4 separate regions of the Gossypium hirsutum genome follow, and all the other regions are linked to region 4. Evidence: chromatin contacts called from public Hi-C data. All regions are on one chromosome and are shown on one strand. Each heading gives the region's core, a stretch centred on a gene start, on an enhancer-like site or on the middle of the called end of the contact. The rest is flanking DNA. Distances are from core to core; before and after follow the strand shown. Region 1 holds the start of LOC121219793 (probable alpha,alpha-trehalose-phosphate synthase [UDP-forming] 11). Region 2 has its middle 79 kb from the start of LOC121219793. Region 3 has its middle 85 kb from the start of LOC107907677. Region 4 holds the start of LOC107909649 (tRNA (adenine(37)-N6)-methyltransferase).

Evidence for each region. Hi-C and Micro-C count contacts between places; a contact is called where the count stands out from the background.
Region 1: a Hi-C map of leaf shows a contact between it and region 4, with 4 times the contacts expected there. The contact joins the promoter of LOC121219793 here to the promoter of LOC107909649 in region 4. A contact is called at or near these places in 6 of 34 Hi-C or Micro-C datasets (hypocotyl, leaf and seedling).
Region 2: a contact with region 4 is called in a Hi-C map of leaf, with 4 times the contacts expected there. The contact joins the enhancer-like site here to the promoter of LOC107909649 in region 4. A contact is called at or near these places in 15 of 34 Hi-C or Micro-C datasets (callus, hypocotyl, leaf and 1 more).
Region 3: a contact with region 4 is called in a Hi-C map of leaf, with 2.7 times the contacts expected there. The contact joins the enhancer-like site here to the promoter of LOC107909649 in region 4. A contact is called at or near these places in 5 of 34 Hi-C or Micro-C datasets (hypocotyl and leaf).

What each region holds. Positions count from the first base shown.
Region 1 is chrD08:20,859,997-20,862,696 of Gossypium_hirsutum_v2.1, reverse strand. LOC121219793 (probable alpha,alpha-trehalose-phosphate synthase [UDP-forming] 11) reads left to right here and starts at 1,389. Exons shown (of 4, transcript XM_041098121.1): 1 at 1,389-2,700. The coding sequence starts at 1,753.
Region 2 is chrD08:20,939,251-20,941,950 of Gossypium_hirsutum_v2.1, reverse strand. No RefSeq gene overlaps it. Among protein-coding and RNA genes, the nearest start is that of LOC121219793, 79 kb to the right of the region's middle. Within about 2 kb of position 1,415, at least 6 of the 9 cell types and tissues checked have an H3K27ac peak or open chromatin away from gene starts, as enhancers often do. A contact at or near this core is called in hypocotyl and leaf, where this site is marked.
Region 3 is chrD08:20,972,888-20,975,587 of Gossypium_hirsutum_v2.1, reverse strand. No RefSeq gene overlaps it. Among protein-coding and RNA genes, the nearest start is that of LOC107907677, 85 kb to the left of the region's middle. Within about 2 kb of position 1,442, at least 8 of the 9 cell types and tissues checked have an H3K27ac peak or open chromatin away from gene starts, as enhancers often do. A contact at or near this core is called in hypocotyl and leaf, where this site is marked.
Region 4 is chrD08:20,576,570-20,579,269 of Gossypium_hirsutum_v2.1, reverse strand. LOC107909649 (tRNA (adenine(37)-N6)-methyltransferase) reads left to right here and starts at 1,272. Exons shown (of 9, transcript XM_016837267.2): 1 at 1,272-1,518; 2 at 1,599-1,720; 3 at 1,821-1,930; 4 at 2,117-2,312; 5 at 2,414-2,506. The coding sequence starts at 1,446.

The DNA.
Region 1 (2,700 bases), core at 140-2,639, 280 kb before region 4:
TTGGAAAGTCATAACATAACCTAATCCCATCCCATCCCATCCATTATCACTATGAAACCTTACAACAATTTTTGAAGGAAAGAAATGTCCTAGGTTGGTGAGTGACGTGGCAGCTCATAAGTGGTTGACAACACTAACTCCGAAGATACGCGAATCTGCCCCGTCATCAGTCGAAGACACGTCCGTGACTTTGGCTTCGTTTAACAACCCAAACACGCCACATTTCCACTAAAATAATTCCACCTGGCAATCTCTACCTCCCTTTAATTTATTGCACATGAAATTTAATTAATAATAAATAAAAAAAAAACAACTTTGTTCAAGTGTTTTTCCCTGAACCTCGTCACGGATAATGAAAATAAAAATAAAATAAAAATAGAATATGTTTACTCTAAAATAAAATATTTGAAAAAATCCAAAAGAAAAAGAGATGTCCTTTGACAGAGAGAGAGAGTCTGATGGATAGGCGTCTAGAGTTAAAATCTTTACACGTGCCAGCGATGAGAAAATTCATGACCGAGTAAATCTGTGTAGCGATTTCGGACACGTTTCTTTCTGATTTTTTTTTGACGTGCTACTTTTCGAAATTAATAAAAAAAAATCTTCCTTTCTATTTGGTTATCGCTATTTAAGAGTGTAAAATATATAAAAAAAAATACATAATTGTCCCTTTTGCTCCAAAAATTCAGCACCTTGATTAATGGCAGAATGAAGGTGTTAACCTAATCCTTAATACTTCTTAATAAATGATGCATATAATACTAATGCTGTTTTAATTCTCAAATCATAAGTAACCTTTCTTTTTTGTGATTTTATCAATGTATACAAATTTTGTTAGCACGCTTAAAATTAATGCAAAAGATTATTTTACTTAGTGTATTAAAAATCAAATAAAAATATATTAAGTATTTTGATTTCTATATCACTGCTTTTATCATTTTTTTTAAATAACCTATTTGAATAGCTTAATTAATACAACCCATAGCATAATAAAAGAAATGCTAGCTAACATTTAATGTCAATGATTAAATATGTAATCGCACCATTAGTGATTCGATAAGCACTAATCCAAAATCACATTAAAAATACGTAAATCTTAGTCTTACTTATCCCTATCTCTCATTTATTATTGCTTTTATTTTTTTTAACTTTAAAAATTTTTAAAGGCAAAGAACAAAATTATGAAGTAGTAAAATAAAAGTAACCGCTGGCGAACAGTGGATCGGACATAAAGAGTCGGTTACAGTGAGGAGAGAACCTGATGTACCCAAGTTCAGAAGATAATGGTGTAGACGCATTGAATCAGGACCGTTGGAACCATGCCTTGACAAACTCACGCACATATATAATATTTTCTCTCTTTCTCTCACTCTTTTCGTTCTTATCCTCAGCCTGCTTCTTTCCTTGCTTAAGAGCTCTTTCTCTCTCTTTTTCCTCCGTTTCTTGGGTTCCTTTATGGAATGTGTATCCATATCTTTGATTTAAATCGCTGCCAAGATTCATATTTCTTTGTAATAATGCTCTTCTGTAAATGCCTTTTAACAGAACCCTAAAGCTGCAACCTTCCCTTCTCAGAGAACGTATAGAAAGAAAACAACACCAAAGAATTAAACTCCCTTCTTCATTGATTTTTTGAATACCCCTGTATTGGTTCTTTGATTCCTTTTCTTTTTCTTCTTCTTCTTCTTCTTCTTCTGTTTTCTATGTTTGTATAGAATTTCACATACGGAGTTGGGTTTCTTCGCTTGAAACATGGTTTCTAGTTGCTGCTTAGACCAATTAAATTTATTGTCTACCGATGATTTTCGAGTCATGAATCGGATCCCGCGAGTCATGAAGGTATCAGGAGTCATATCTGATTTCGGAGAAGATCAGCAAGCTATGCCACGGAAAAGGGTTATTATCGTTTCCAACCAGTTGCCTTTACGTGCGTGGAGGGACTCGGTCTCCAATGAATGGTGCTTTGAATTTGACGAGAATGATCTCCTTGCTCTGCTGAGAGACGCTTTCCCTCCTGATACAGAGGTGAGATACGTTGGGACGTTGAAAGCTGATGTAGACACAGCGGATCAAGAGGAGGTGGCTCAAGTTCTGCACGACAAGTTCAGTTGCGAAACCATATTTCTGCCCGTGGATATGCGGAACGAGTTTTATCATGGCTTTTGTAAACACTATCTATGGCCTTTGTTTCATTACATGATGCCCATGACGGGGAACGATGGGGGACGTTTCGATCGTTCACAGTGGATGGCTTACGTGTCTGCTAATAGAATATTTGCTGATAAAGTTCTGGAAGTAACGGATAGAGATGATGAAGATGAAGATCATGTTTGGGTGCATGATTATCATCTTATGGCTTTACCTACTTTCTTGAGGAGACGGTCTAATAGGGTAAAGCTTGGCTTTTTTCTACACAGTCCATTTCCTTCATCTGATATGTATAAAACTTTACCTGTTAGAGATGAGATTCTTAGAGCTTTGCTAAATTGCGATTTGATTGGCTTCCATACATTCGATTACGCTAGGCATTTCTTGTCTTCTTGTCGAAGGATTTTGGGCTTGCATTCTGAGTCCAACAGGGGTCACATTGCATTAGAATATTATGGGAGGACTGTGACTATTAAGATTTTGCCTGCTGGGATTCATATGGGGCAACTTGAATCTATGATGTCCGAGGAAAGCACCCTTAGGATGGCTAAG
Region 2 (2,700 bases), core at 166-2,665, 360 kb before region 4:
TCTGGGTGGAGTGCCACATGGGGAAAGTTGACTGTTGGTTGAATGATGGAATTCGTGAAATTTAGAGTTATTACGTGGGTGAGATTGCAAAAATAAAAAAAAAGTTTTCATTAATAATTAATTGTTAAAATTAATGATCCAAAGGATTGATTGAATGAAAAAAAAAAGAGAGTTTAATTGATTTTTCCAAAAAAAGTTATGTGCTTTTTGTACCTTAAACTAAAAATATATAAAATGATGCAAATAATTGTGTTTTGTTCAACTTGTTTGCTTGACACAAAAAAGGTTGTGTCTAATTTATTTTTCTTTTTAGATATGATTGATTATGTAGTTGAGACTACTTAAAAGATAATTAATAAATAAATAAATAAACTTAATTAAAATTCTCTAAAAAAAATAATCTAGTTTTTTTTTAACAAAAGTAATTTTAAAACTCCATTTCGTATGAAAAATGTATCTGCGTTGACACAATGCAATATAAAAAGCAATACAAATTAGGTGTTTGATTCCAAAATTGTGTGTGTATTACTTGTATGAAGCCCATTAGGCATTATTGAACGAGTAAAATAGGCTTGCAATCCAGTAAGGCTACGACGTGCTGTTAATAAATATATAAAATGATTCACGGTGGTGGGTCAAGGCAATTTGATCCAATAATGGCTCAAACCTCTCTAACCAACAAAGGTGGGCCTGGAAAAATGTGGTCTAAAAAGCTTGGGCTGCTGAGCAAGGTTTATTTATTTCTATTTTTTTTAAAAGGACAAAACTCAAAAACAAACCACTTGTTTACTTGCACATTGAGAAATTAGTCTATTAATTAAATAGCTTATTAAGACTGCAAACTCACTATCATTAAATAGCTCATTAACACTCCCTTTGGAGCCACCAATTACTTTGCATTGTTAATAAGCTATTTAATTAGTAGAGTAATTTGTCAATGTGAAGTAAACAAGTGGTGTGCTTTGAGTTTTGTCCTTGTTTTAATTGTTAAGACTTTAATGTGTTTTCAGACAAAGCACTAACTGATTCACAAGAAAAAGGTGTCTAATGTCGTGTAAGATAGATAGTGTTAGGCAGTAGGGCAGGGCAGGAGTAGGCGGCGATGGATCAAGCTGCTGTGGTGACTCTGCAATTTGTTACTACTTTATCTGGTTGAAGTGGCGATTTTGTCCAATTTGACACAGTTTTAATTCAGAATAAAACATGAAGATCTGATAGGACGGTCCATGGGATAAATCAGCCGAATGCTGAAGTTACGTTACATGAATGTATAACTTTTTAACTCATCGGGACCACTTGAGTTTTTGCAGTTAAAAAAAAAGGTTGAATTGATTTAACTGGTCCCTTGGGTCAGTCGAAGGAATTGGATCTTTGGGCCTTTCATTGAATGCATGCCAATATGACCAGCAATTAGAACTAGTCTAATTTTAAATAACATCCATCACTTTATATGAGAGTCCAATTCAAGTAGGCATAAGGATGGGTGTAACCCCAACATTGTTCACTATAAATTGACATCTGCATTTAGGGGAGGGAAGAGGAGGCTTTACTTTTTTCTTCCAACTTTAAATGGATGTAATTTCGGACATTGATGAGACTCCATTCAGGGTATTCGACTATCAAGCTAACTTCAAATGATTGGTGCCGAAAATAAAGTAGTTGATTCTATACCAAACCTCAAAAGAGAAAAAGTTCGTCTACTTTGCTACCTGGATGCGCCAAACATTTAAAATTCGGTCATTCCAAAGCATTTTATTCACCATAAGGGTGAAGTAGAAAGAAAAATGATCTCAACTATTTTAATAGATTTATATGTATTAAACTCTCAATATTAGTTTCGGATTCAATTATCGAAATACTTGAGATATAAGAAAACAGTATTTCCTTTGTATTTTAATTTTTCATCATGTTTCCTAAGATTCAAACAATTGGTAAGAGTTTGACATTGTTCAAGCAGTAGGCAGCTTCCTAGGAAAAGACATAAAACTCAATATTTCAAACCAAAAAAAAAAAGATTTTATGCTATATTAATAGGTGGTATTTCGACAAGTGAAATTAATAAAAAAAATGTTATTGTGAGTATATTGGAAACAAAGTCTAAATAGAATTAAGAAAAGCAAAGTTGATGTGAAAGAAAGACTCATTCTCTTCACAACTCTTTGAAAACCAGCCGAAAACGTGGGCAAATGACCTAACCAACCAAAATACTATAACCTCTCTCTCTAATCCTTTTCTCATGAAAAATCTTGGGTGGGCTCAGGTCATTTTCGTCCTAGATCATATATATCCTTAAAGGTTCGATTATTTTAAAAAAAACTTTAGTCGCGTCTTTACATAGGAAATGCATGAGAAACAAAACAAAACAAAACAAAACCAATGACAGAAGAGCCTGTCAAACTTTCCAGCTTGTCGTCAACTGATTGGTTCCAACACTTTGACCAAAGTTACGTGAAGGATCAAAGAATCTTTGGAAACTTGGCTTCCTCTGCTTTTGTATTCAAATAAATAACGTTCAAAAAGGGTTGAGATAAGGTTGTTAGGTTAACTCATTTATCTTTTAAACACCATATAAGAATGTAATTAAATTATTAATATTGCTATTTTATTTTTAATCCCGATATATGCAAAATTATAAAATATAAGGGTAGGACATAATTTGAAAATTCAAAGAGATGCAGCTGGGGGGGAAAGGGGTCCACC
Region 3 (2,700 bases), core at 193-2,692, 400 kb before region 4:
TTATAAGATTCGGCTTGAGTAATGATTTAGTTGGTGGATGTGTTTTGTTATAATGTAATATGATTCGATGTATGTTAGTTGGTTCGAAATGTTAATAGTAGAATGGTTATGACTTGGTTAAATTTCAGTGTATGAATTATATTGTGAAATTAGTTTGCATGGAAAAGAAGTATGGTTTGTATATGAGATATGATTAGTAGACATGAATTTTGATAAATGACTGTGTTAGACTATGTTGTGTTAGGTAATGCCTCGTAACCCTAATTCGATGATGGATACGGGTTAAGAGTGTTACACCTCCTCTGTTTAATGTTGATTTGAATATGATGTTTTAACCTTACTGCATTACTTTTATTTTATTTTATTTTGATTAGAATATGGTTTTACACACTTATAAATAGACATAGTCTACTTCTCTTGTAATCATTCGAATTCGACATAGTGAATTATCTTCTCCTCTGCCCGTGATTTTTTCCGAAAGAGTTTCAACGTAAAAATCTGTATTCTTTATTTTTCTTTCTATTTCTTTGTGATACATTGTCATTATTGACGTTCAATTTTTTCACAATAAGGTAATTATCGAAACTGATTGTATGGTGGAAGTGGAGATGATTAAGGAGGGGCTGAAATTTGTGGCTATCAAATTCCAATTTGTGCACAGAAAAGGGAACATGGTTGCCAACTGGTTAGCAAGAACTTGTCCCTCAAATGAAGTGAATTTAGTTATGATCGATATTCCCTCGTTCCATGTTAGGAAATTACTTTTAGAAAATAAATTAGGAGATGTCAATGTAAGAATGATTTGAAAGAAGGCAATGTGATGCCTTCTCTTATTTATCAAAAAAAAATATTTTAAAAATTTTCAAGTAGATAATAATTGTTATTTATTTAATAATGTCTTTTAGACTAACATTACATGTGTCAAATAATTGAAAACTAATCCACCCTTACATGCCAAGTCATCCAAATTAAAGGCGAAATATTAACACCATCATGAATTGAAGATGCATGGAATTACTTCATTAAATTAGAGTAGAAGAATTGAAACAATATGGTTAAAAATTATAGTGGAAGCAAATTTCTGTTTCAACTAATTTAACTATGATGGATATTAATAAGATTTATAATATAAACTGCAAGATTTGAAATAATTTAATTCTTTACTTTAATAATTTAAGTAGTATTGGTTTTAAAATAAAAATCATTAACACATATGCAAAAAGTTTGTTTAGATACTTAGAAGAAAGTAAAAATAAAAGTTTGTTTGGATATTCCATAAATTTAAAAAGATAAAAGAAGTGTTAAATTGTTTATATATTATTATTTTTTAATTGTAGTACTAGAAGTAAAAAAAAAAAAAGAAATGATTATAAGTCTGCTACCCTGGCACGCCTTTGTCTGCCGCCACTGGCAAGAGTTTTTAGGTTTTTCATTATTTGTTTTTTCCTTGTTACTTTGCCCTTCGATATCTGTGGTCTGTGTAAGTCCTTCTCTTGCAACAGGAATTGTGACCCACAAAAGCTGAAAAAACTTTTACCTGCAAAGTATGGAGAATGAGTTAGCCCAATTGTCGATTAATGAAGAACAGGAGGAAATTATTCACATCCCAACAGATCCAAGTAAGGAAATTAGGGGTGAGACCACTCAACTAGTAGGATGTTTTCTCACAGCAAGCACGACCCACTTCCCAGCAATGAAAAGTACAATGGCGAATCTGTGGCCTCCGGTTAAGGGAGTACGAATCCGAGATCTGGGAGGAAAAAAGTATTTGTTTCAATTCTTTCACATCATGGAATGAACAGGGTTTTAAAAGGTTCCATCTGCTGGTCCTTTACAAATTGAAATTAGGGGAGGATCCGTTACATGTCTCCATTTCTGACACCTTTTTAGGTTCAGGTTCATGATGTCCCTATTGGCCTTTTTTCTGAAATCTTGGCTGCCCAGTTAGTTAGTTTCTTGGGGAACTTCATGGAACATGATGTATCATATCTGGGAAAAGAAAATAGGAATTTTATGAGAATTAGAGTTCAAATCGATATAAGGCGTCCTTTGAAAAGGAGGAAGAAAATATCTTTTGGTGGAAAATGTTCATACGTCACCTTCAAATATGAAGGTTTATCATTGTTATATTTCTATTGTGGGAGATTGGGGCATAATGGCTCATTTTACGAGGCAAAAATGAACCTTGGAGTGGAAATTACAGAAATGGGCTGGGAGATATCTATCAGAGCACAATCACGGAGGTCATTATCAATGAATAGTATCTGGCTAAGGGAGGAAGGAGATGGCGATAACGGAGGAACTGATGCAGAATTTGGAGGTTTCAGAATGGGCAAGAAGCACCCGAGGTGGAAAACAAAATATGGGAAATCTATTGATCCAGTTCTTGGCTTTAATTTGGAGGGAGGTTCATCATACCTGGTACGAGGAAAGGAGAATTTAACCCCTAATGCGATGGATCAGGATCTAGAAGATATAGCTCTAGTAGGGGAAGAGGGGAAAAAAAGGCCTGGAGGGAAAAATAAAGATCTAACAGGAAGAGAAGAGATGAGAAACATATTGGGAAATAGAAGAATGGTGGATCCTAATCATTTATCATCGGCGGCTACCAAATGGCAAGCTGACCAAACACAATGAAAATACTGAGTTGGAATGTCCATGGATTGGGGGGTCTCCGTACAGTTCGAAGGCTTCAGCATA
Region 4 (2,700 bases), core at 23-2,522:
ATATCTCTTGAACATATGGACGCGAAATTTACAGAAATAATATTAAAATAATAATTTATCACTCAAATAATATAGATTTACTTTTATCTACTCACATAATATGTTTTAATAATAAAAATAATAATTTGAGTTTCTCAATGACCAAATTGACTTGAAATTATAATTTTTAAAAATAAAAAATTATGAAAAATAAAAGCTCTTTAAAATTTTAAAAAATTAAATAAAATATAAAAAATTCTAAAATTTAATGTTATCTAATCCAGACCAAACTAGTTGGATAAAAAATTGGTTGAGTTATAGAAGCTAGCTAAAAAATCGATTGCACTAATAGTTGAACCAATTTTAAACTGGTCTGACAAATTAGTTCCCATAATCACTGGCCTAATCGGTTTAAAGCAAATAAATTATAAAAAATTAAAAATTACAAAATTGTAAAAATCAATTCAACTATTTGTTTAAATGATCTTTTAGCCTGGGGTTAAACAATTCGTACTAGTTCATGGGTCAACTAATTTTTAAAATTTTTAAATTTTTTTAGCCTTGAACATTTACAATAATTTTCTATTAATTTGGTCCATACTCTTTAAAAGTATTTAAAATATTTTTTTTCATATTTTAAAAAACATAAAAGTTTAAAATTATAATTTTTAAAATAAAAAATGAAAAACTCTTTAGAATTCAAAATTAAAATGTTTTAAAAATATAAAAAATTCAAAATTCATTGTTATAAATACCGAACTAGACCAGTTGGACAAAAATCATGGGTAAACCAATTTTTTACCTTTCATTATCAATACCCAACCAATTTTCTGGTCTAATTTAGTTTAGATAATATTGAATTTTATAATTTTTTATATTTAATTTAAAAAAATAATTTTAAAAATTTTTTATTTTCATAATTTTTTATTTTTTAAAATTATAATTTTAATATTTTTACTTTTTTAATATTAAAAAGAACAATTTAAGTTTACTAATGTCGAAATCAGCATCAATTGGAAACCCAAATTATTTTTTACTATTTCAAAATATATCATTTGGGTAAATAAAAATAGATGTATATTATTTAAGTAATAAATGATTATTTTAGTATTATTTCTGTAAATTTCCCAAGTATGGACCTTTGTCACTTAACACGGTCTAAATTGGATTGTAGTAACAGTTTCCAGGGGCTAGCCATGGCCGAAGGAACAAAAACAACAAGGGCCTTGGATCATTATTTGCGGGCTTACAGCAGTTCTCTGTTTGATCCAATTTAAAAATCCATGCCATACTATCTCAATTCCCAAGTGCCAACCAAAATTAAAAAATAAATGAAGTAGAAGAAACTTCAAAGTTCAAACTTGTTTGTTCGTAAGCTAAAACCCTACTCAACCCAACTGCGGCTAGCTATACTTGGACGAAAGAGCAGAAGAAGAAATACTACAAGCACTAATTACACAAAACCCATGTCCTCCACCCGATACTCCATCTTAGCATTGGCACTTGCTACTCTGTTTTCTGCTTCTTCAGCTATCTCCTGTATCATCTCTCTCCACCCCCTTTTTATTTTTTTTTATTTAATTTGTATCAATGGTGGATGTTGATATTCTTTCTTTCAGTTTATATATGGAAGAAAAATTTGATAGAATGGGATTCAAAGATGAAAGAGCTTCAAAAATCCCTCAATTCTGCTTTGGAAAAATGTGCTGCTGAAAGACAAGGTCGGATTAGGGCTCAACAGGTTCTTCCTTCTTTCTTTTATTGTTTTTATTCTTTATGATGACTGTTAGTTTTCTTTTGGTTTTGTTATTTATTTGTAAGAAAAAATCCAACATTTGTAGGCATTGAGGAAAGCAGTAGTCGCTCAACCACAAGCCAAGTCTGAGAATTTAGACATACCATCGTATCCAATGGCACCTATTGGTATCGTTCAATCTTGTTTTTCTACAAGGTGATTTCCAGATGGTGCTTCGTTTAAAAAAAAATAATGACTGATTGGGTAAATAACATTTTTTATTCTGTTAATAGAAGCTATGCAATAATAACGCTTGCCTTGGTAAATAATCTGATTGAAGCTTACTACTAATTTATCTTTGCTACTCAAGAAAGGTTCCAATTGCTTGTAAAATTTATGTAGGAATGGAACCCCTAGGCAACCTCTACTTGTCCCTCTTGCTAGGGCATGTTTGGTTTTTGATTCAACTAGAGTGCCTCCAGCATCACTTGAGGGTCTCGAGGAATACTCTCATTGCTGGATTATATATGTATTTCATTTGAATACAGATCTGGAAAAGTTATGGAAGCATCCATCTAAATCAAAGTTTAAGGCCAAGGTTTGTGGAACTATAATAATGATATATGTATATTCCTTTCTATCTTTTATGGAACTTTCTTATCATCCTTAGACTTCTATGGAAGGTTGGTCACTTAATAGGTCAGAGTTCCAAGATTGAAAGGAGGAAGGCTGGGAGTTTTTGCTACACGATCTCCACATCGACCGTGTCCTATAGGACTTACTGTAGCAAAGGTATGGAGTCATGTACAAATGTGTTATTGTTGCAACATGTTTACCTATGATTTTTTCTTCAATATATCTAATGGAAGTTTTGTTATCAACACTAAAAGGAGGATCTTTCATAAATATATTCCAATAGCACTTTCCTTAAGGGCTAGTGTTTACTTGAGCTCATAACATTTTCATGTCTCAATTGGAAAAATACA